Regions from separate parts of the Mus musculus genome. Here all the other regions are linked to region 1. Evidence: chromatin contacts called from public HiChIP or PLAC-seq and promoter capture Hi-C data. All regions are on one chromosome and are shown on one strand. The core of a region is the stretch at or near the end of the contact, and the rest is flanking DNA. Distances in the headings are between cores, read along the strand shown. Region 1 holds the start of Fam20b (family with sequence similarity 20, member B). Region 2 holds the start of Qsox1 (quiescin Q6 sulfhydryl oxidase 1). Region 3 overlaps Sec16b (SEC16 homolog B (S. cerevisiae)). Region 4 has its middle 6.5 kb from the start of Sec16b. Region 5 holds the start of Cryzl2 (crystallin zeta like 2). Region 6 holds the start of Rasal2 (RAS protein activator like 2). Region 7 overlaps Fam163a (family with sequence similarity 163, member A).

Region 1 (3,145 bases), core at 340-2,839:
GACAGGAGCAGGGTCCTTCTTCAGTGTCAATGGAATGACAGAGAAGACGGAGCACTGTTAGTCACACAGTCTCAAAGAAAGTGTTGGCTTCCTCTTTTGCCTCATGGTTTTCTGGCCCAGAAGAGCTGGCTGCAAGCAGACCCATGTGCCTGTTAAGAAATAAGGCAGACTCTCATCACCATCCAGCCAATTTTCCCAAGAATTGTGCTTTCCATTGTCGGATAATGGCCTCAACCCTTTTCAACTCTATCCAGTAAAAGCTGACACAGGGCTGTCTACGCTGCCCTTTGTACGCCTTGCAGTGATGAGTGCTTCCAGCAGTGATTAAAGCTGCTTTCCCTCACTAAGTCTTCTGGGGTAGGGTGTCAAGTCCAATAGTTTCTCTGGGTGTCCTGATCGAAAGTGCTACACACACACACACACACATTAAACTAACTTCACACAATAATTGTATTTTCTCCACACATTTACTATTTAAATCTCACCACAATCCTGTCAAGTAGGTACTGTGTTTAACTTCCATTTCCCAAGGAGCCTTATACTCAGAGGCACTACATGACATGCCCAGTGGCATACAGTGGGGGGTGGGAGGGAGGGAGAGAGAGAGGGAGAGAGAGAGAGATCGTTTCTTTCCCTCTTGAAAGAAATTCCTGCTTAGTCCCCAAACTCCCCCCCCCCCCGCACAAATCATATCCAATGTAGAACGTACACCATAATATTTTAGGGTCAAACAGACTACATGGAAGCTGTCTATATGGTGAATAAACGTATGCATTATACAGTAGCTACTGTGTGTGGAGTGGACACACGTTAAGGGGAGGAGCAGCTCATTGACTCTTCAGGAGCCTAGTGGGTGAGTGCAGGGCACTGGAAACCAAGTCGCGCTGGATTTGCCCTCTTAGGGCTTACAGTCCATTGCAAGGCACAAACATTAAAAAAAAAAAAGCTATTATAATAAAATAAACAGGATTTTGTTAAGAGCTACTGAAAAGGTACAGTAGGGGAGCTCTGCTCTGGGCCAAAGCTGGAGCGATTTCCAAGGTGGGAAGTCTGGCCTCTTTTGGTCAGGGAAGGGCACTTTGGGGCAGAATCTCCAAGGAGAAGTCAAGGCAGAGCGAAAGAAAGAAGAAATTATCTCTTCAGAATAGGACTTCACCTAGATGACTGCAGGAAAGAAATTGTGAAGGTAAGAGAGAAGCCAGAAGCTAGTTTATGTAAACAGGCTTGGAGAAATCCGCCGACGGTGTCTGCGGAGCCCAGCGCTGCAGGAATGAGGGTGAAAGGGTTAAAGGGGGCGGTCCGGAGCTGCCCGGTAGTCCCGCCTACCCGCAACGGGGGCGGAGCTGCGCCGGGTGCGCACTGGGATTGGCTGCAGGGAGGGCGTTCCGCTAGGACCGTACCAACAGCCAGGCAGCGCGGAGGCGGGGGTGGGTGTGGAGCGGCCGGCTCCGCGGGGAGCGGCGACCGGGGAATGGCCGGGCCGGCGGTGGGCGGGAGCCGCAGTGGTGGCGGCGGCGGCCCGGGGCGGTGAGTGCGGCGTGGGGCTGCCCCTCCCCGGAGGCGGCGGGGGCGGCCGGGGCCGCGCCTCACCGCACCGCGCGGGCGGCTATGGAGCGAGCCTGAGGCCCGCCAGGTGAGTGGCGCGGTTGGAGAGGGCGCGCGACCCCTCGCCCGGGAACGACGGGAAGGAGGGAGGGAGGGAGGGAAAGCGCGGGCGGCGGGGGGCGGGGCACCTCCCTCAGGGGCCGGATGCGGGGCTGCGGGCGATCGGGAGTCCTTGCGGTGACCGGTGCTCGCTGCTAAGGACGGTCCCCAGAGGCTCCTGGCCCTGGTGTCGCCCTTCTGTCACACGAAGCCGGTGTCGGCGGCCCGGCGGGCAGCGCGCTCTAGCTCGGTCCCTACGCCGCCCTCCTGGTGGCCGAGGAGCGCGCTCTCGCTGAGCCCCTACGGGGCCCGCTTGGTGGTCGGGGAGCGCGAGTGACCTGCAGGCCCTGGGCCGGAGAGGGCAGCGGTGTCCTGCGGTCGTGCGCTCAGAGCGCCAAGGGGCACAACTTAGGATGAGACTGTGCAGAGTGGGCTGCGCTGGCGGTTTCATTTCCGGGTGTGATGGCCCGGCGATTAAGAGCGAGCCCAGACGTTGCCTTGAAGATGAATGCGAACGTTGTCAAGCTGTGTCCTTGATTGTGGAGTCTGATAAGACATTCTTTTTAATCTGGAGTCAGTGATCTGTCAGGCTCCTGATAAAAACGAAGAAAAGGGGGGGGGGAACAACAGGGCGTGGATGGTCCTTATACAATTACTTCGTTTAAAGACTTATGTCTCCAGTAGGATGGGTAAGGCGTTTACAATTTGGGAAAAGGATATGTTTAACACTGTCACTTGGATCTAGGGCCAGGTGTGAGGGTCATCTCTACTCAGCCAGGTTCCCTCCGGAGATTTGATAGCTCACGTTGGAAGAAAGAAATAATGCGATCTTTTCACGATTGAGGTCTACGGCTTTATAATACAACCGAGAATCCGGAAAGTCAAGATTGTCAATAATTAACCATGCCTACATTGCTTGGGTTGTAATTTCACATTGAGCTCAATGTGCTTGCCATTCCCTGAATTTATGCAAGCCGGGTGAGCAAGCTGAAAGCACTTGTGCATGTTATCGTCCTGAGAAACAGGTTCAGGCATTAAAGATGCTAAATTATTTGCATAGGCTCTAAATCAATTTAGGGCAAATTTAAAATTATTGTATTAAATTAATAACTTTCTTAAAGTTTGTGAAGATGTTGGGTTTTGTGTCCCAGAACTGTTACCTGAAAACAAGATGCGGGTTCACATTAGAAAATACTTATCACAGGAGAACAGTGTGGGGTGGGGGTGAGGGAGGGGGAGGGGGGATTAGTCGTCCCCTTTAATCCCACCATTCCTGAGGCAGAGGCAGGCATATATCTGCGGTCTAGGATAGGCTACATAGTAAGACCCTTCCTCAAAAGCCAACAAATCGAGGAAAATAAAAGGTACTGTGCGTAAGTCTAGCCTCAGTCATAATAAAGAACATATAAAAATAATGAAGGGAAAAGATAATTTTAAAAAAAAATAAGACTGGCCGGGTGATGACACAGCGCATGCCTTGAACCCCAGCCTTTGGGAGGCA
Region 2 (3,145 bases), core at 379-2,878, 910 kb after region 1:
CAAAGTTACATAATAGGCCTGCCTCAAAAACAAACAGCCCATATGCCAACAGACTTAAAATTATGCTTCCAACACCTGAGACCCTAAAATGCTGCCTTTCTAGCAACAGGCAGCACTTAGACACATAGCCTGCTCTGACCCTTTCCCAAGGTCTCTCTTTCTAGGAAGCGTGTGCGAGGCTCAGATATGCAAAGAAGGCTGTTAAAATTGTGCCCATAATGGAATACAACAGAGTGGAAACAGGAGGGAAACGAGGAAGGCAGGAACCAGTTACCCTCAAAGCCAACAAACTCTACTGGACATCTTGGGGGAATTCAAGAACTCCAGAAAAAAGAAACTGGTTTTCAGATTATCAGAAAGATCTAGATAAAAGGATAAGAAATTTATATAATAATTTGGTTGTTTTTATTTTTGAGACACTATGTAGCCCAAGTTGGCCTGGCATTCATATTGTTCCATCCCAGCCTACAGAGTATCTGAGGCTTTAGACATGCCCCACCATGCCCTTTGGTTTGTTATTTTTTAAGATTACAAACCTGTATTTGGTCTTCAGCGGTATTACTGACTCGGTCGGTCCCTTCAAATATCAGATGTCCCTGTCCCTGACCACCTCCTATTATAACCATAGCTCCCCTTGATATTTGTCATCAGTCAACCTACATTCACTTGCATACCATCTGTCCCCATTGTAAGTTCCACACCCCTCAGTCTTTTATCACCTCATTCTTAATATCTGGTGCATGACTGGCACAGAGACGTTACTCAGTTTCTTATGAAGGAAAGGAGTAACACACCTTAAGGGCTAGGCCAAGGGGTCACAGAGAGGGCTAACTAATCCAGAGATACAAAAGAAAAAGGCCAGTGTGACAATTCTGAGGATGACCTATTCACTTCAAGATATCTCACAAGGCACCCGAGGTACAAAAGGTGGCCATAGGAAAATTCACTATCACTTTCTTACTTGTGGACACAAGCTTAGTTGATCCGGATACTTGAGAGAACATAGGAGCATGAGGCTGAGTAGGCTGAGGGCAATATAGCATCTGAGCTGTGGGGAGGGAGTCCAACCTGAAGGAATCAACCCAACAAAGGGTGGAGGGATGTCAATGCCAAAGAAACCTTGACTCCAAGGCAGCAGAGCCCAGCCAACTGTGGGAGAGGGCGTCCTGTCCCCTCGTAGGAAGCCCTCCAGCAATAGCTCCCTAGACGGTGGGGCCTCCGGAGGCGTGCGTGCTTCTGGCTCCTGTGGGCCTTGACAATCACAATGTCCTACCTCCTGGCTCTTTTCTCCCACCTACTTCGAATTCCCAATGTGAAAACTGCGAGAAGGAGCCCCCTGGAACTTTCCAGGAACAAGATAAATCTGTAACGACTATGCCAACGGACTCCGCTTCCGTAGGATACGGGGGCCGAGAGCGGCCAAACGTTGCCCCGGCCCCCTCAACGACCTCGAGTGCGGCCTGAGGTCCCGGGCGGCACTCGTTTCCGGACCCAGCTCGGAGGTCTGGCTCGCCGGGGGATGGGAACCGCGGAGCGCCCACCAGCACCGGGACCCCGGCTCTGGCAGCTCACACGCTCGCAGGGGCGGTCCCGGGAGTCGGCCCCGCCTCGGGGCGGAGCCTCTTAGCTCCTCCTCCTCCTCCGGGGCGGAGGCTGTTGGTGCGCGGCAGGCTCCGGATACTGACTAGTCACAAACTTGAAGGAGGTGGACATTCAAGCCGCCTAGGATGAGGAGGTGCGGCCGCCTCTCGGGGCCGCCATCGCTGCTGCTACTACTGCTGCTGCTCTCGCCTCTGCTCTTCTCGGGGCCCGGCGCTTACGCGGCCCGGCTCTCAGTGCTCTACTCGTCCTCTGACCCGCTGACGCTGCTGGATGCTGATTCGGTGCGTCCCACTGTGCTCGGCTCCAGCAGCGCCTGGGCGGTGGAGTTCTTCGCCTCCTGGTGTGGCCACTGCATCGCCTTCGCCCCGACGTGGAAGGAGCTTGCTAACGACGTGAAAGGTGAGAAGTGGAGGCCTTCCCCGACCCACCGGCAGGTCCTGCCAACCGTCCCGCTAGCTCGTCCCCTCCCTCGCGGCTTCCTTGGTCCATCGCAGTCCCTCCCCTCCCCCAATCCATAGCCTTTAAGTTCTCCCTGGCCGCGTCCCCTCAGTCCTCTGCTCCTGCGTCTTCCTCTGACAAGTCTTTGTCTCTATCCTTCGAGAGGGTTTTCTTGTTCCCTGTGCTCTTCTCTGAGCCTTTCTCCAATCCAGCTTTGTAGCAGCCTCCTTCCTCATCCAGGGATCCCTTCTTGCCAACTTCCCTAGTAGTCGAGGTGGAACAGTGCTGGATAGAGAGTTGGCATTCATTCTACCGCCCCCACCACTTTTCTCCACCCCCCGTGGCAAGTTACATAGTTGGTATACACATTTCCTTTCTCATCCTTACCTATGAGGTAGATGTCTGTCTTCATCGGGTGGTTTTCCTCTTTGCCTGTCCAGTCCAGGCTTCTCTTGACCTGCTACCTCTAGCACCTTAGCTTCCAGGCCACATTCTTATTTCTCTTCTCCTTGGGTCTGGACTCGCTTAGACCTTAGCCTTTAAGCCCATGAGACTAAACTATATGTATGCCTGTGGTGTGTGATTGGCCCGTGCTCCATGCTCCAGTCACTGGTCTGGCTATTCCTCCATTCTAAAATGCCAATTACGGGACCCACTCTTCATTTAATTACAGCCTAAGGGGTAGCAGGATAAGAAAACCACCAAACGTATAGGGATTTTTAAAGTGTGCTGTATTATAGGAATGTTAAAATATTGAAAAATTAAGACTTGCAGATGAGGGAACATAATAATGGTAATTATTATAGACCAAGTGCTTAAATAGTAGACTCTGTACTGTGGACACGACAGAATTTCCTCTCTACAGCTTAAAGATTCCCTGCTATACACACATCTTTCTAACTCAAGTCAAGGGTGCTGGGGGTGGGTAAGGGGAGGGGTGGGGAGCAGGAGTGGCATGGTTGTGGGGACTGGTTCCTGACTTTGTCACTTCTCTGATGAGTGTGTTTCCTAGTTTGTGGTGCCAGGCAGGGGACTAGCAGAGCTCTTAACCCGAAGTAATAGTTGGATGAGAAAACTGTGTCTTAGTTAGGGCCAGGCGTTCTAG
Region 3 (3,145 bases), core at 292-2,791, 820 kb before region 1:
TGATGAGGTTGGCTACAGGGGGCTGCCTCTTGTACTTCTCCAGCTTCTTGCAGTCCTGCATCAGCAGCTCAGCAATGTCAGATCCCACCATGGACTGCAGGATAAAGAGAGTCATCCTGGGGGATGCTCCAACCAGTCCCCAGGTTGGGCCCAGGCTGAAGAAGGAAGACAGCAGGGTCTCTGACTTGTTCCTGAGGCAGTCGTGCAAATACACTGGAGATCTTTTATGAATGGTTGAATTTCAAACATCAGCTTCACTATCGTGGTTACTCTCTGCCTGTCCGCAGCCACAGTGCTTATTGGAACCACTCACAATTCCACTGGCTGGTGCAGTAATCCAGGGATTGTACAACAAACCCCAGCCAGCAGGGGGCACTCTCCAGGAAAAGGTTAGCATTGGCACACCAGTGTTAGAACCGGAGCTACACTCTCCCTCTGGGCAACAGTGCTACATAAAGACTGCTTTTTCTAACTGTGCTATATACCAACTCCCACAAAGACAACAACTTCAGCCCAGCTTCCATCTGCCCCCTATATCAAAGCAGTGACTTACCCCATTCTGTCGACAAAGGAGAACCAGCAGTTGCCAAAGTAGAGCTGAGTCTCTGCTCCCTGGTGTCTCAGATTTGAGACACTGCGTTGCTTTCTGCTGACAAAACGTCATGATATCCACCTTGTGTATGTCCTCCCTGTGGGACGATTCAGGAAGCAAGGCCTGAGCAGACTGACTCTCCCTGTACAGACTCTGTACAATGAACTCGCTAACATGGCAGAAGGGTGAGAGCCCAGGACTGGAAGTCTGGAATCGCAAGATCGTTTGTTTTTTGGTTTTTTGGGGTTTTGGGGGTTTTTTTCCTGTAGAACAGGGAGGAGTTTCAGAGATTCTCTTGTGCATCCTTCCATCTTTTAAATGAGGAGAGTAAACCCAAAGACCTTAAATGACTTCTCAGAAGGGTTCTGTTTCAAGTCAGACAAGACTGGGTCCATGTCTGGATTATGTAAACATCTCACTTGCTCTGAGCCTCAGTGCCATCCTTAACTTAGGACGGGACTTTAAAAACAACTGCCTGCATTAAAAAAGGGGGTAAGCAAACTGTATGGCATCCATCAAGTAAGTGCTTGTTAAATGTTCAAGAACATTCATACTATTTAATACACAACTTAGTTTTTTGCAAACCTGTAAGACATAGGGGGAAAAGGGTTAGGTACTTAAGGAATGACCCTTGAGATTTTCCTCTGACCTCTACATTTGTACCCACATACATGTGTGAGCGTGTGCTTGTGAGCTAGCTTCAGATTACATGTACAAAGAAGTAGCGACATTCACTGGCCTTCATATGAATAGAGTTTCACGGCCTTTGGAGTAGGCAGAGTGAGTGCTATATCATTTCTCAAGGGAAAAACTTAAAGATGGCTGATAAGCCAGTACTTAGTAGGCTACCTGGCATGCTGGTCCTCTGACACCCACCCACCCAGGACTCATCACAGCTAAAACCCGATGAAATGTGGCTGAAAATGCTACAGCAGTTCTACTTTATTCCTGCAGAGGGCAGACGTTCACAATGGCAGGGAGCTGGAAAAATCAGCTCAAGAAAAAGCCGTTTTAAGAACGTTTCTCCAGGCCGTGCTCCATTTCCCCACTAATCTCTATCAAGTCCTTGGAACACTGAAGCTTCCTACCAGCTAACCTCTATGAAATGGAACTGTTTTTAAAGGTCTAACTTGTTAAGCTTACTTCTCTTTCTCCTCTTCAAATATGAAACAGCTTGCTAAAATCACTCAGGTCATCTCTTTTTCTACCTACTGGCATAGAAAAATCTGGTTCAAATAAAATAGACATTTTCTTCCCTGACAACCAAGACCTGGCCAGGAAGAGTCCTCAGCTTTCAAAAGCCTTTATTTAGGAGTTGGTGACATAACTTAGTGGGGTCAGAGAAGTTGCTCTGAAAGCAAGAGAACATGAGATCAAATTCCAAACACCCCCATAAAAGCCAGGCATGGACAATGTGTTCCTGTAATGCCAGAGTTTGGGGGACAGAGACAGGCATATACTGGGAGCTCAGTGGTCAGACAGCTTAGCCAAAATGGCAAGCTTCAGGTTCAGTGAGAGATCCTCTCTCAAAAACTAAGAGAACAAAAGAAGATGAGGGAGAGAAAGAAGAAAACAACAGATGTCTTCCTCTGGCTTCCACATATGTATGCATGTGTACGCCTTCACACATGTGTGCATATCACACACACACACACACACACACACACACACACACCCTTAACAACACTTACAGTACTTTACCTAATAAGGGGCCCTGGGAAAGCTCTCATCTCCTCCTGATCCTCAAAATCATTAAGTAAAACCTGGAGTAGAAAATAAAATTAGGTCACCAAGATTCTTCCAGCCAGTCCCCACCAGCTGAATCCAGTCTCATATCCAGGGCTATGGTCTTGTGGTGTGGCTCAATGCCTTGTGGAGACAGTTATACTTGTTGAAAGATGAGTCACTAGCATCTCAGGGAAAATGTAAATCTAGCATCACTTCTTTTAGAGAAAAGCCCACCCATTCTTGCTCACAATCTAAGGCACATGTGACTCAGTTCCCCCTCCTGGAGATGCCCGGCCTCAAGCAAAGTGAGAGCCTGAGCGAGCCATTGAATTGAGCCGAGTACTTGCATCCCTGGAACCCAAGATAATGATTACCTCCATGCTGTGCACTTCAACGAGGGCCGTTTGTCCATCAGCAGGAGAGTTGGGGGGGACACACACTAGCTGGCCTCCTGGCCCAAAGCTCACAGACACATGGGGAACATAGAACCTCATAGGTGCCTTTGGAACTGTCGCTGAGGTGTCATCTGGCCAACAGACACATGGTGGACATCGTTAGGTTTATTTTCAGTGCTTTTTAGTTGATACACTACTGTTCCCATTCTACCTGGGCCAGGATGAGATGCTAGGTGAGATACTTGGTTAGAAAAAGTCATGCTCTAGTCTGACTTAACCCTCTAAGAATACGTCAGATTATAGTGCAAATGGTCCAAATGATAACGCACTCATCTCGGATTCTCAGCCACGGTCAGAGGACAAGCAGCCTCTGCAGCCAAGCCTCCAGACTAGCGTTCATACCTCCCCTCACTTCACCCAGTCCTCCCAG
Region 4 (3,145 bases), core at 341-2,840, 800 kb before region 1:
CCATTTCAGTGGAGCCATGTTCAAGGCAGACTTAGAAATGTGGAGGGACCCATGGCTCTAGCTGCATATGTAACAGAGGATTGTCTTATCTAGCATCAATGGGAGGGGAGGCCCTTGGTCCTGTGAAGGCTCAATGCCTCAGTGTAGGGAAATGCTAGGGCAGTGAGTCGGGAGTGGGTGAGTGGGTGGGGGAGCACCCTCACAGAAGCATCGGGAGGGTGATGGGATGGGGGGGTTTGTGGAAGGGAAAACCAGGAAAGGGGATAACATTTGAAATGTAAATAAATAAAATATCCAATTAAAAAAGAAAGAAAGAAATGGTGTAATAACAAAAGCAAGACAAAAGAGACAACAAGCAAGCAGTTCTTTCTCCGGGGCTAAATGGGTGGAACAGGGCTGGGTGTACGGCTGGCATTCAGGTTTAAAGAATCAGTTTAGAGTGAACAAGGCGACATATATGAATGTGCTGGGTCAAGTGGAGGAACCTAGACACTGAAGAGAAGCTGAAGGGAGGAATCTCAGACCAGACATGTAGAACCCAGGATAGGGGACCCCACGTCTGAACCTCACTAAGGGAAGAGATACATTCCTCTGAGAGAGGAATAAAGAAGGCAAAGACCACACGTGAGTTTATACACATGGGACCCAAGAAGGAAAACTTCCCGAAGCCGATTGACTAGTTCTACTAATTGCCTCTCGAATAAGCATCTGGGAAGGGACTTGAGAGACACCAGAAAGTTTAAAATGGCCAGGGTGGAAAACATAACGGGGGGGGGGGGTGTGCTACAACTAGGAACACATCTTCAAATAGAAAGCGGACTGGAAATATCCCAATATTAGACGGAGGCTCTAGCTTTAGCCTCCATAAGGGCATGGGCTCTCTGTGCTTATTCCATACCCTGTGCCTGGCATGTAGTACCAGCTCAGTTATGTTTTCTTTATAAACATCTCAAATGCAGAGCAGCGATAGCTTCACCATGATTCCATCCAACCGTTTGCACAACAAATATAGGATTACACTTTTAGACAGAAACTCGAAAACAGTAAAAGAATGTTGAGGCTGTGACTGAAGGAATTTGGCCAAAGAGTGAGTAGATGGTGTCTCATAGGCACAAAGGAGCAAAGATGGGCCCACATTATGTATAAGTCTTGTTAAATAGCATTTGAAATGTAAATAAAGAAAATATCTAATAAAAAATTGTTTAAAAAAAAGTCTTGTTAAGCCAGGGTCACTAGCTATAACTGAAAGACACATTCCAAAAAAGAGTGAAAGAAAAACATTAAATTTCAATAATTTTTAAAACTCAGTCCAGGTGGGGGAGACTGGATAGTTTCCTTACGTGTTTTTTTATTTCCCCAGCAGTATCTGGGGTACTGTGTCTCTTTCTAGTGACACTAAGAATTAATCAAAGAGTGCAGGGCCCCTAAAGCCAATCTTACAGGTCAGCTATCTTTATAGCCTTAACCAGTTATTGATCAACAAAGTCCTCAGCCTTCCTTTGGATGAAGCTGGGTAACAGGAAAGACACAGAAGTATGCTCTGGCCAAGAGTTCCAATTATAGAGATGTGGGGTGCCAGAAAAAAAGGGGTGCCTGTGCCAAAGTCAATTAGCCTGGCACAGATAATCTAAGTCACCAGTACCGGCCCTGGGACTTCCTGAAGGCTTAGAAATAGAAGTTGGCACAATCTATAGGCCACTAGACCATAGTGCCCTATAGATAATCTTGACAATGGATTCCTTTTGTTGCCATTTGTCTGGCCTCCCACAGACCTGTTCTTCCTGCATCCTGAACTGCAACCGATAACTAAAGAGACACCCCATCATTCAAGAAGGACTCCAAGCTTCCTTGGCAGCCCTGGGCTGGCAGAGGGGTCCTACTTCTCAGCCACTCGGCCTCCCATTTAACTGGTACTCTCAGAGTCAGGATGAGTGCACCCATAGAGGGTTGTGTCTGTGACTTTAGGCCCCATGTCAAGTGCCAAGGGGCAAAGAAGACTCACACAGCAGCTACGGGAAATAAAAGTCTTTAGCGTTCTCAGGGTATTCTCTCTGCTGCAGATCAATGGCTGTCAACGCCTCAGAAGAGAAGCACACCTCAGTCCTGGAATAACTGTCTGAACAGGAGACCCTGTTCTACCATCTGTTCACTATATAAACCTGTTAGTAACATCCATATCATAACATTTCTTCATCTGCAGAGATGATCACAGAACCCTACCTTACAGAATTATGATGAAGATAAAAAAAATCATATCTAAAACTTACAAATAATTTAAATATAGTAAATGCTCCATAGGTGTTAATAATTGCTACTTCTCTAGATGTACGAGAAAATGCACCCACAAAGTATTCTACACACATCACCAGGAAGAGACTTGAATATTTATTACTGCTGTGAAATCAACAAATCCTCCTTGACACTCAATGCAGTGCCTGCATTGACCCAGGACTTAGAGGAAATGGAGAAACAGTATCACTTGACTACACAGGGGAAAACGCCAATGGATTAAGGTGAGAACATCAGCATTCACAACTTTAAGAAGTGTGGTCCAGTGCTTCCCGCACAGGAGGCTGGTTGCTCCAGGAACAGGGCAGGATGCCACAGGATGATCATGAAGCATGATTTTCTTTCTTTTATAAGCTATTTTCAATAGAATTTTAATTTAACATCAGCACAAACATTCTGAAGGGAAGTTCAAATTTGCAGTCATTTTTTTTTTTTTGAAGACAAGCATGAGATGTCAAAAAAATTTTCCACATTGGCTATGAGACAGATAAACAGACACATATTCTGCACCCCCACACTGAGTCATTCCTCGCCACGCAGTGGGGAAGTCTGAGAGACATATTCTGAACAAGAGCAGACATTCAAGCACTCAGAGCCAATGAGCTGGAAAGAGCCTCTGGAAGGATTCCAGGCCTGCAGGTGAAGCCATGACCGTGCCAGGAAAGCTCAAGCCAAGGCCCCTGCTGATATACAGTTCTTTCATTTACAGACCTAAAGCTTTCTGAGCTCTCTACTGCTGGATAAAATTCTGTATTATATAAGACCCGGAGCACCCAGCCACTGCACTGCACCAACTCACTAACCATGTTTGGAGAGTCTGAAAGTTTTGGTTTTCCTGGAACACGTGGTATTTCTT
Region 5 (3,145 bases), core at 199-2,698, 740 kb before region 1:
GTGGGGATCCCAAAAGGTGCCAGCTGGAATCCCAGATCAATGTGCTCTACGTGTTTACGTTTACTGGAGAGGTGGCGGGTTGGTTAGAAGCCATTCTTTATCTATCAAAATCATTCATTTCTCAGTTCTTTAAGTATGTGCCACATGCCAGGGCCCGTTGCAAACTCCAGGGATTTAAAGGCAAAGAAAAATAACATAAAAACACTCTCAGAAGCTAGCTCCTTACAATGCAAACAGCAAAACTGGGGAGCCCATGCCTCCGCATCCAAAAACTGGAGTACTTATTGACTGGTGGATAGCATGTCCACTGTCCTCAAGACACTCCACCTTGGTTTAAAAACAACTTAGCCAAGAGTAGGGAGGCATTTCTGCACTCCGGAGACTGACACAAGAAGACTGTAAGTTCAGTTCCAGCCTGGATGACATGGTGTTATCCCAGAAATGAATGACTCAAGATGAGGGAAGTTGAATGGCTGTGATCACCCTCTCTTCCAATAATCTGTTTTAACCACAGGCCCCATTTGGGTGACCTTTACAACTGTAGCTGCATCTCTGCCTCTCATGAGCGACCCCTAACATGAAGATACTCTTGCGTACTCCACCCTGTTTCAAATTGTCATTCTCTACTACATATGTGTCACACGCTGTCACCAAAGTGGTCAACAGGCAAGGCCAAGGTGACTTCCACATTTCCTGGCAGGAAAAGGATCTCATCCCAAATTACAGCAGGACATAAGAGGAGCCCAGGCTTGTATTCTTCATGAGATAGATTGGGATGGGGGCAATGGTTCGGGGACCCGTACATAATTTGATACTGACCCTGAAGAGGGGCTAAGCAAAGGATAAGGGTCCTTTTGTCTGTATTGTTATGTAAAGTCCTGTGTAAATCAGACACAGTTTCTAAGGCAACGGCTCTGGAGCTCTCTGAGAGGCCTATGCTTGAGATTTGAGGGAGGGCTTCCTTGACATTTCTAGCCTTTCCGTGAACCTTGAAAGGGCTTGACCTTCCAACCTAAAGTGGGTGCGCTCCAGCCTCTGGTCGCCCCCTACGCTTGGGAACTAGGATTTTGACCGAAGCAGGAAGCCCACGAGTGCTGGGCCGAGAAAGTCAGAGGCTCTGAACTATACAAGGAGGCATCCCGGGGTCAAGCTTGTCACCCTACCTCCTGTGGCCCGACGGGGCGGGGAGCCACCTCTTGAATGGTCAGGGGCTGCTTCAACTCGGTGCAGAGTGCAGCTCGGTAGTGCCGGCCTTGGCCCTGCCAGGCTTGCCTGCAACAAAGAAAAGGGAGCTGGTTTTCTCAGCAGTACCCCTGGGGTCTGTAAGGGGGCCGGGGGGGGGGCGGGGGGGGGGGGAGTTGGGCTTGCACCTGCAGAGCCACACCGGAGGGAGGCAACGCGTACACAGCCTTGCTGCCATGGCCAGCTGAAGTCGCGAGGGGCGTGGCCAGCATGTGGCAGGAAGAGCTCTGGGGAGAGCGGAAAGGCGTCCCAGGACGTGCCTGCTCTGGCCGGGTGACCTGACCGGCAGGCGGAGCTCTTGTCTGTCTGTGCAGGGGACTGTCAGCCCCACACCACTTCTAGGGTTAGACCAAACAGTGTGTGCAACCCTTGATCTCTTCGCTGGTTCTGGAAAACAAAAAGGAAGCATGAGGGAAATGATTCGATCACCCCAGATTAAGAGTCTTTGAGACAGGGTCTCATTAGGTAGCTCTCACAGTGTTGACCAGGCTGGCCTAGAACATGTCATCTTCCTGCCTCTTGTTTCCTGAGTGCTGGAACTACAGGGTGTGCCTGGAAGACTATTAAATCTGTGTTTGGTAACATTTCAGTAGTAGTTCTGGGGTTCTTTCTAAGAAAGAAGTCCAAAATGCACAGGTGAATCCTTTGATGTCTACATTTGAACTGCTAGAGTTCTTGCCACTAATTTTCTCACACAGGACTAATTATGATAAAAAAAACTAAACTGTTACCAATAGTCTGGTGTTAACTGATCCTGAACAAATCCAAAGAGAATATCCAATTAAAGACAAGCCAGCTGGGCACACGCCTGTAATCCCAGGGCCCAGGAGACAGAGACAAGAAAACTGAACATTCGAATCAGCCAGAGCTACATTGTAAGACCTGTCTCCGATAAAAATAAAAATAAATTAACATGATGACACATGCCTTTAATCCCATCACTCAGAAGGCAAAGATAGGTAAATCTTGGTAAATTTGAGGCCAACTTAGTCTACATAGCCAGTTCCTGGCCAGCCAGGACTACATAGAGAAACCCTGTCTTAAAATATTAGTTAGTAAAAAAATAAATAAAAAGTCAGCCCAAAACTTAATGACTCTCATGCTCCAAAGGTTTACCCCTTGGTAAATGTGATTCAGTGATGACATAAGCCTTAGGGGCACAGGTATGCCCTAGAAGAACCAAAAATAATACTACTGTCTATATGAAATAGTATATAAAATTGCTTTGGCATTGGCAAGATAACTGAGTGGGTAAGGGTGCTTGCTATCAAGGTTGATAAGCTAAATTCAACCCCCAGACGTCACATGGTAGAAAGAGAGACCCTACTCCCAAAAATTGTCCTTTAACCTCCAAATGCTGACCTTACACATGAACCATGTACATGTATGTACACACACACACACACACACACACGTTAGTATTAGATGTAGATCTATCTGACCTATTTAAAACAGCAAGTGACTATACGCCAGCAATGTATGTGAGGTACATGCTATGCTGGAAAGAATGGAAGACTATATCATTGGATAAATAGATTTAACGACAGCATGGCATCTTTGGAAGACATCTGGCCAGAGGGTATAGGCCACAGGTTGAAATCCAGTTCTACCACCTCTTTGGCCACCTCCCTAATGGTTCTCGCCCTCAATTAACTCTTCCATAAGAGAAGGCATTGAGCAGGAACGAACAGCAATTGAATGGAGGAAACTGTAAAGCGAAAAGGAAGGATGCATTTCTGAGTTTATGACCTAAAGGCTTTGAGGGCTGAGGAACCCAAGAACAAATAAGCCCCTCAGGTGTGCAGTAGGCGCTGTCATCATAATCGTACCCGTTGGGAATTTTCAGCTCCACATACAAACAACCGAAGGGAAGCAATGTCTACAATGGGAGATGATTTCTTTT
Region 6 (3,145 bases), core at 393-2,892, 690 kb before region 1:
TGGCCAACACCTTTAATCCCAGCACTCGGGAGGCAGAGGCAGGCCTATTTCTTTGAGTTCAGAGCCAGCCTGGCCTACAAAGCATGTTCCAGGGCAGCCAGGGCTGGTACACAGAGGAACCCTGTCTTGAAACTAAACGGAAGGAAGGAAGGAAGGAAGGAAGGAAGGAAGGAAGGAAGGAAGGAAGGAAGGAAGGAAAGAAGGGAGAAAGAAAACACTAGATTTGTTTAGGGCTGGGTCCTGTAACTTCTAGCTTCCTTATCTCTCATTTATTAAAATTGGAGAGCTGACTGTAGTCAGATAGCAAGCAAGTGGGCTTCTATATACCGGGAGGGATTACTCTACTTCATTGCTAAGCACCAGATTAACAAATCTAATCACAGAGTTCTTGAAGGATCAGAGTTGAAGAAATCAGTATCACTGAGAGCTTGTAAGACGTACCTGTTGCATTGCTGGCTGCTTTGGCAGGTGATGTGGACTGTCCTGTCTGCACCTGTTAAACAAGAGGAAGGGTGAGAGGATCTTTAAAGTCACTTCTTGTTTTAACATGCTATTACTCTATGTAAAATTTGGGAGAAAATTATAAAATGCATGCTATAACTCCCATAAAACACAAAAACACATGAGAATTCCTAAAACCTAGAAAATTAGATTGACCTCTTATAGAAGGTCAAAGTAGAGAGAAATGAGGGCTGGGGTGGGCTGGGACACAACAAAAACCCTCCCCCAAATATTTTTTAGCATCATCTAATTATGAAAAATTCCTGATTGGTTTGAAGTAGCCATGTTCATAAATTGTTGAAAAACCTGATTTGTCAACATAATTTAAATTGGTAAATTTCTACCCGAAATTATTATTATTACTATTATTTATTTATTTATTTATTTATTTATTTACTTATGCCTAAAATCTCTGAAATCTGGATTGGTGAATCCCGCTTTGGGTGGGCACAAAACGAAGCCAATGTTAAGGAGGAAGACAGTTTACACATAGACCAAAAATAAAACCCAAGTGACACTGTTAGAAGAGAAGCCAACAGATTGCAAAGATCAAAGGCAAAAAAGAGAAGCTTGTTTGGTTAATGCTGGGGCTTTGGGGCATTTCATGTACTTGCGGGGCTCGTCCATCCATCCGCACCACACATCGTAGCCATGCTATTCTAAACTGATGATAAATCCAGCTCCAGGGCGGACAGGGCGCAAAGCCGGGATCTCGCACAGATCTCAGGATCCAAGACGCGGGGCCAGATCTCCCTTGTGGAGGAACCATGGCGTTTCTTCCGAGGTGACTGTTAGATAAAGCAGCGTCTTCATGTTCTTCGTCCGAGAAAGAAGCATTGGTCCAGAAATCAACAGGATAGGGGCTAAGATAAAAGGGAAGCGCCTTTCCCATCTTTTTAAATTTCCCGCACCCCGTTTTCTCTCCGCCTCCCCAACACCGTCTCTGCTTCCACCAGCAGCTCGAGGATCCCCGCACCGAGAGGCGGTCGGAGCAGGATAGTCTTAGGAAAGTAGGCGGGCCTGGCCCGCTGAGTATTTCGGTGCCCGATTTTTGCTGTCTTCGGCGGCAGTTCCTCCTCCGCTCGGTTACTGGATTGCACACGCGGCCGTGAGCTCGGCACTCGATTGCTTCGGCCTATCACCCTGGGATGCCGCCTGCCGCCGCCGCCAGCGCCGCGGCTGCCGGGCTTGTGGGTTTCTCAGAGGAGCGCGAGCCGGAGGAGCCCAAGCAGCGGCCGGAGCGGCGGCCTGAGAGTTAGCGGGCCGGCCTGCGCGTTCCGCGGGAGCAAGCCGACGCCAGGCGGACAGAAGCTGGGCCGGGGCGCGCCCCTCAGGCTGAGGGAGCCGGCGCTTTGAGCCCCCGAGGCGACGGCGGCGGGAGCCGGTCAGAGGGGGCGGCCCCTGGCGGCGACGCCCCCGAGCCCAGCCCTGCCTGGCCGAGCTCCATCCTCAGCCCAAGCCCGGGCGGCCCGCGAACGCGCCCGCGGGGGTTGAGCAGGGCTGCGTGGGGGCGGGAGGTGAGCCCGCGCTCCCGGGTGCTCCGCGTCCGCTCCGGACCCGCACCTGAGCCGGGACCCGCCTCCGCTCCGGACCACGCTGGACCCGCCTCCCGGCCCGGGTCCCACCCTCCGCTTGCAGGTGGGCTGCGGCGCCCGGCCTTCGGGCGGTGGGCGGCGGGGAAGGAGGTGAGCGGTGTCCGCGCCCGCAGCCGTTCGGGTGCTGGTGGCCGCGCCGTCGTCCCTTTCCCGCAGCCGGGAAGCCCGCCCCGCCGCCGCCGCCTGCTCCCTCTGGGACACCATGGAGCTGTCTCCGTCGTCCGGAGGAGCCGCGGAGGCGCTGTCGTGGCCGGAGATGTTCACGGGGCTGGAGTCCGACTCGCCGCTGCCCCCGGAGGATCTGGACGCGGTCGTCCCAGTCAGCGGAGCAGTGGCCGGTGGCATGCTGGATCGGATCCTTCTGGAGTCAGTGTGCCAGCAGCAGAGCTGGGTCCGGGTGTTCGGTAAGGATCACAAGTCGTCTGCCTCAGAGGCTGGCGTTTCTCATCTTTCCTTGGGCTCCGATGCATTCTTAGTCCCCCATCTATCCTAGGTCAGCTGTCCACATCTTTTTTTGGTTGTTGTTGTTGTTGTTGCAGAAAATGCTTTTTGACAAGTTTATCCAATATATAGCGCCTGGTTATGTGACTCAGTAGGCTCCTTTGGACCTCTTTAGATATCCACAGTAAGTTTATAGAGTTGAGCTATCTGGACGTAATTCTTAGGTGATTAATTAAAGGCACTTGCTGCTGAGTCCTCAGGAAGGTAGAATGGAACAAGGCACAAAACCAAGTGAATGGGATTTCATTTCCTTCCTGTTGTGTGAAGCAAGTGTTGAGAGAAAGATATGAAAAAGCTTAGTAGAAGATGAGCTAATGAATGAAAAACAAAACAAAACAAAATCGAGGGGTTGTGGGTGGGGGGCAGAGATGGGAGAGACACCCAGCCCTAGCCGTAGCCCTTGCACCAGCCCCAGTTCAAGTGTTTGGTAGCAGTAGATTTACCGACAGCTTTTCCTTGAACCGTACTCTCTGCTTGTCCTGAGTGTGTAGGTTGTTTCAGATTGCACTGCTGTTTCTGGTTTTCGTGGTTAAGCTACCCGGTTGTCA
Region 7 (3,145 bases), core at 241-2,740, 630 kb after region 1:
ACTTACATCCTGATCTACAGAGAGAGGGGGGAGGGGGAGAGGGAGGGGAGGGGAGGGGGGAGGGAGAGGGAGAATTAACTAGCAATAACATGGGCTTTTAGAACCTAAAAGTCTGTCCCTAGCAACTCTGTCAACTGGGGACCAAACATCCAAACATGGGAGAGCCCCTGGGGGCCCATTTCTTTCAAACCATCAAACTATCTGTCAAGAATTGGAGGTGAAACTTTGATTTAAAATAAGGGTATCGTTTTTTAAAAGACTCCCTTGATGTGGGGGCCGACAGTTAACAGGCAAGAACACTAGGTGAGGTTCAGAAAGGGAAGCTTATCCATCTGGTAACTGCGGCAGGGATGTTCTCAGAGGGATGCAATCAAGTCAGGAAGGCTAGTGGGGAGAGAGGGGAGGCCGCACTGCAGGATGTGGGAGAGCACCCCCTGTGAAGAGCACAGCTCAGTGGATGCTGTTGGACAGTTTGCACCAGGAACGGGGCCTTTTAGACATGTTTGATCTTGTTCTTTGGGCTTCAGGTGTGTTCTCCCAGGATGTCTTCTCTTACCCTCCTCCTGTCTCTCTCTCTCCTCCTGGCTCACATATGCAATCTTATATGCACGCACACACACACACACACACATACACACACACACACACACACACACACACACACACACTTGCAGAAATAAAAACAAGACAGCTTTGCATTTCAGAAGTGACTTTGAACTTTTAAACAGTGTCAAAACTGTCTAAAGCCTTTGAGGGCTTTTAAAGGTGGGTGAAATGCATTTTCATTATGAGATGAAAATGAGGCTTTAGGGGCCTAGGATTTAAAATTATGTGTTTGGGTGACAAGGGGTGGAGTTATAATGGTTACCCTTCACTGTCTTCTTGACCGTATTTAGAATCATGGATTCTGCCCCCTGTTCTTTTTCTGGTAGTGTTGAAGTTGCCTATCGTGGGCTGTGCTTGAATGTCTCGGCACAAGGACCTGCAGGGTCTTAGGACACACCAAGGCCAAGGTGACATGATAGAGACCCCCTTTTATGTCATGGCTTTGACTCTTCTTAATGCTCTGCAGGTGTTGTTTTTTCCAACAGCACACGTCTCTGGGAGCCTGAGGTTACTTATCTGGGGCAAAAGCAACTCTTCAGACCCTCATCTGAGAGTCAGGGCTCATCAGTGGGCACAGAAACAACAGATGCTTGAGCTTCAGCCCCACCCCCACCCTGCCTCAGCCTCCCTCTCTCACCAGCCTGGCCTGAGGCTTGCTGTCCTAGACAGTTTACAAGGAAACAACAGTCCCTCTCCTCCAGCTGCTAACCTGCTGTGTCAATTTCACCAGTTAATAAATGACTGGCGAAGGCTTAATTGCATCAGAAGAAATTGACATCAGCTGGTGCTTAGCCCCCACTCAATTAATTTGTGCTCCTAACAGGGTGGAGCAGGGGCAGAGGCCATTAATCACATACGTTGGTGCCAGCTGCAGCCTGCCTTCTGCATCTTTAGTCGCCCAGGAAGTGAATGAGGTGACCCTTTGGGGTTACTGATGGCAGGGCGGTCCCTTTGAGAGAGCAGAGATCTCTAGTTTAATGGAGAGTGGCTTTTAGTGTCCTTCCCCATCTATGCTCCACCTTCCAGGCTGATGTGCTCTGAATTCCCACCTCAGGACTACTAATGTATTCGGCCCGAAGGGCACCGAACCCAGAACCAGCCTTGACGTGGGTACCAGATGATGTCACTGATTCTACAAGGTCACCCCTCCTACATGCTTCCCACCCCACCCCTGCTGCCTCCAGACTGAAACCTCCCAAAGACCTCCATTCCTGTATCACTTCCCCAAAGGGCCAGACGGCAAGATGGCAAGATCTAAGCCTGGTACAATACAGACTCCGCCCACTGTGGGTGTGGCTCTGGGAGGTTTGGGCGGTCTCTGCCTCTTAACCTGTAACTTGGTTGATTGTTACTACAAACCTGCTTCAAGAAAGTACACTCCAGGGGACACCTCGGCTCCTGGTGAAATTTGTATAGCCCTTCTGGAAGGACAGACAGCAGGACCAGAGGCTCCACACCCAGTGCCTCTCCAGATGCATCTGTCTCGACCCTGCTGTGTGGTCGAGCAAGTTACTCATCCTCTCTGAACTTGGCTTCTCCCTGTTAAATAAGATGTTGGGGGCCAGCTCTTTTAAGAGTCTTTGCAAACCAGGCGTGGTGGCACACTCCTTTAATTCCAGCACTTGGGAGGCAGAGGCAGGCGGATTTCTAAGTTCAAGGCCAGCCTGGTCTACAGAGTGAGTTCCAGGACAGCCAGGGCTACACAGAGAAACCCTGTCTCGAAAAACAAAAACAAAAACAAAAAAGAGTCTTTGCATGTCTGTGACTCATATTTCTACACTGAAAGTCATGGGAGCAGGCTGGTTATGACTTATGACTGGCACTCTACAGTTTATAAGAACACCAGCAACTGTCTTTTGGAAATAAGATAAAAAGCAGCTGGATTGGGCTGAGGTGTGATTTGTGGGGATTGTTGTGATGTTTTGTTTTGATTAGAGGGGAGCTGGAGAGATGTCTTCGCTGACTATACTTTAAAAGGAATCTCAAGACCTTGTTCTTGAGCAAAGCCCCATGCAGCACGCTCTTTCCAGGGGCCTCTTGGTAACTCTTTGCTTAGCCCCTGGGTATCTGGGAGCCACCCACCCATTGGGATTGGCTCACTAACTATTGGGTAGAGCAGTGGATCAGCCACAGCTCTTCTCGCTAGTGGGTGGGAAGGAGGCCTTCACAGCTCAGCAATGGCTTTGCCAAAGAGATTTCCTCTCTAGCTCTTCACCAAATAACTGATTCCCCTTATGTGTGTGTGGAGTGTGGGGCTGGATCCTGAGACAGACACCTTGTATTTCCACTGTCCATTCAGCACATGGCCAGAATAGGGAACCTGCCTGAATACTCTGTGGTCTTCTGAGTTCTATTCATATGCTTTAATCTCACTCCAAATTCAGTAGGAGCACAGAAGGCCAGTTCCCACTTGATTCTTGACAAAATCTGCCCAAATAGGCCTTACAACATAACCACTGGCCGCATTAGAGCCAGCAAGGGAGGGAGTTAGCTAGTGAAAGGGAGTCTGAATCTTGAGCCTGTCCTTAGAAGGGACCCG

What was found. Promoter capture Hi-C pulls out the DNA fragments that hold promoters and counts their contacts. HiChIP or PLAC-seq counts read pairs in DNA pulled down with a chosen protein or histone mark.
Region 2: a contact with region 1 is called in a promoter capture Hi-C map of pre-B cells, with 2.1 times the contacts expected there. The contact joins the promoter of Qsox1 here to the promoter of Fam20b in region 1. A contact is called at or near these places in 1 of 39 promoter capture datasets (pre-B cells), 1 of 484 Hi-C or Micro-C datasets (embryonic stem cells), 1 of 115 datasets of contacts at active chromatin or transcription factors (memory CD8 T cells) and 2 of 9 other capture datasets (adipose tissue and liver).
Region 3: a contact with region 1 is called in a promoter capture Hi-C map of hippocampal neurons, with 4 times the contacts expected there. The contact joins the enhancer-like site here to the promoter of Fam20b in region 1. A contact is called at or near these places in 3 of 39 promoter capture datasets (hippocampal neurons, liver and pre-B cells), 2 of 15 datasets of contacts at CTCF or cohesin (the NIH/3T3 cell line and large pre-B cells), 7 of 484 Hi-C or Micro-C datasets (B cells, cerebellar granule neurons, cerebral cortex and 4 more), 2 of 115 datasets of contacts at active chromatin or transcription factors (embryonic forebrain and forebrain) and 1 of 9 other capture datasets (liver).
Region 4: a promoter capture Hi-C map of liver shows a contact between it and region 1, with 2.5 times the contacts expected there. The contact joins the enhancer-like site here to the promoter of Fam20b in region 1. A contact is called at or near these places in 3 of 39 promoter capture datasets (the 3T3-L1 cell line and liver), 1 of 484 Hi-C or Micro-C datasets (the G1E-ER4 cell line), 1 of 115 datasets of contacts at active chromatin or transcription factors (embryonic forebrain) and 1 of 9 other capture datasets (liver).
Region 5: a contact with region 1 is called in a promoter capture Hi-C map of pre-B cells, with 3 times the contacts expected there. The contact joins the promoter of Cryzl2 here to the promoter of Fam20b in region 1. A contact is called at or near these places in 10 of 39 promoter capture datasets (the C10 cell line, cranial neural crest, embryonic stem cells and 5 more), 5 of 115 datasets of contacts at active chromatin or transcription factors (embryonic forebrain, large pre-B cells, pancreatic cancer cells and 1 more) and 3 of 9 other capture datasets (adipose tissue, embryonic stem cells and liver).
Region 6: a contact with region 1 is called in a promoter capture Hi-C map of liver, with 4 times the contacts expected there. The contact joins the promoter of Rasal2 here to the promoter of Fam20b in region 1. A contact is called at or near these places in 15 of 39 promoter capture datasets (the 3T3-L1 cell line, the SN4741 cell line, cranial neural crest and 10 more), 3 of 484 Hi-C or Micro-C datasets (B cells and embryonic stem cells), 4 of 115 datasets of contacts at active chromatin or transcription factors (SST interneurons, embryonic stem cells and large pre-B cells) and 3 of 9 other capture datasets (adipose tissue, liver and pancreatic islet).
Region 7: a contact with region 1 is called in an H3K27ac HiChIP or PLAC-seq map of T-cell acute lymphoblastic leukemia, with 6 times the contacts expected there. The contact joins the enhancer-like site here to the promoter of Fam20b in region 1. A contact is called at or near these places in 5 of 39 promoter capture datasets (the 3T3-L1 cell line, hippocampal neurons, liver and 2 more), 1 of 484 Hi-C or Micro-C datasets (liver), 7 of 115 datasets of contacts at active chromatin or transcription factors (the SCID.adh cell line, T-cell acute lymphoblastic leukemia, embryonic forebrain and 4 more) and 2 of 9 other capture datasets (adipose tissue and liver).

Annotation. Positions count from the first base shown.
Region 1 is chr1:156,717,354-156,720,498 of GRCm38.p6, reverse strand. Fam20b (family with sequence similarity 20, member B) reads left to right here and starts at 1,589. Exons shown (of 8, transcript NM_145413.4): 1 at 1,589-1,633.
Region 2 is chr1:155,811,382-155,814,526 of GRCm38.p6, reverse strand. It overlaps Qsox1 (quiescin Q6 sulfhydryl oxidase 1), which reads left to right and starts at 1,628. Exons shown (of 12, transcript NM_001024945.1): 1 at 1,628-2,001. The coding sequence starts at 1,728.
Region 3 is chr1:157,535,062-157,538,206 of GRCm38.p6, reverse strand. It overlaps Sec16b (SEC16 homolog B (S. cerevisiae)), which reads right to left. Exons shown (of 26, transcript NM_001159986.1): 7 at 2,695-2,846; 8 at 2,294-2,355; 9 at 554-689; 10 at 1-94. Among named protein-coding and RNA genes, the nearest start is that of Sec16b, 10 kb to the right of the region's middle. Within about 2 kb of position 1,541, at least 24 of the 459 cell types and tissues checked have an H3K27ac peak or open chromatin away from gene starts, as enhancers often do. A contact at or near this core is called in hippocampal neurons, where this site is marked.
Region 4 is chr1:157,518,081-157,521,225 of GRCm38.p6, reverse strand. It overlaps a transcript of Sec16b not described here. Among named protein-coding and RNA genes, the nearest start is that of Sec16b, 6.5 kb to the left of the region's middle. Within about 2 kb of position 1,590, at least 92 of the 459 cell types and tissues checked have an H3K27ac peak or open chromatin away from gene starts, as enhancers often do. A contact at or near this core is called in the G1E-ER4 cell line and liver, where this site is marked.
Region 5 is chr1:157,456,871-157,460,015 of GRCm38.p6, reverse strand. It overlaps Cryzl2 (crystallin zeta like 2), which reads right to left and starts at 1,448. Exons shown (of 10, transcript NM_001033284.2): 1 at 1,371-1,448; 2 at 1,164-1,272. The coding sequence starts at 1,420.
Region 6 is chr1:157,411,092-157,414,236 of GRCm38.p6, reverse strand. Rasal2 (RAS protein activator like 2) reads left to right here and starts at 1,642. Exons shown (of 18, transcript NM_177644.5): 1 at 1,642-2,500. The coding sequence starts at 2,299. 2810025M15Rik (RIKEN cDNA 2810025M15 gene) reads right to left here and starts at 1,885. Exons shown (of 3, transcript NR_027984.1): 1 at 1,112-1,885; 2 at 442-493.
Region 7 is chr1:156,088,461-156,091,605 of GRCm38.p6, reverse strand. All of the region lies in intron 1 of Fam163a (family with sequence similarity 163, member A), which reads left to right. Among named protein-coding and RNA genes, the nearest start is that of Tor1aip1, 54 kb to the right of the region's middle. Within about 2 kb of position 1,490, at least 21 of the 459 cell types and tissues checked have an H3K27ac peak or open chromatin away from gene starts, as enhancers often do. A contact at or near this core is called in T-cell acute lymphoblastic leukemia, where this site is marked.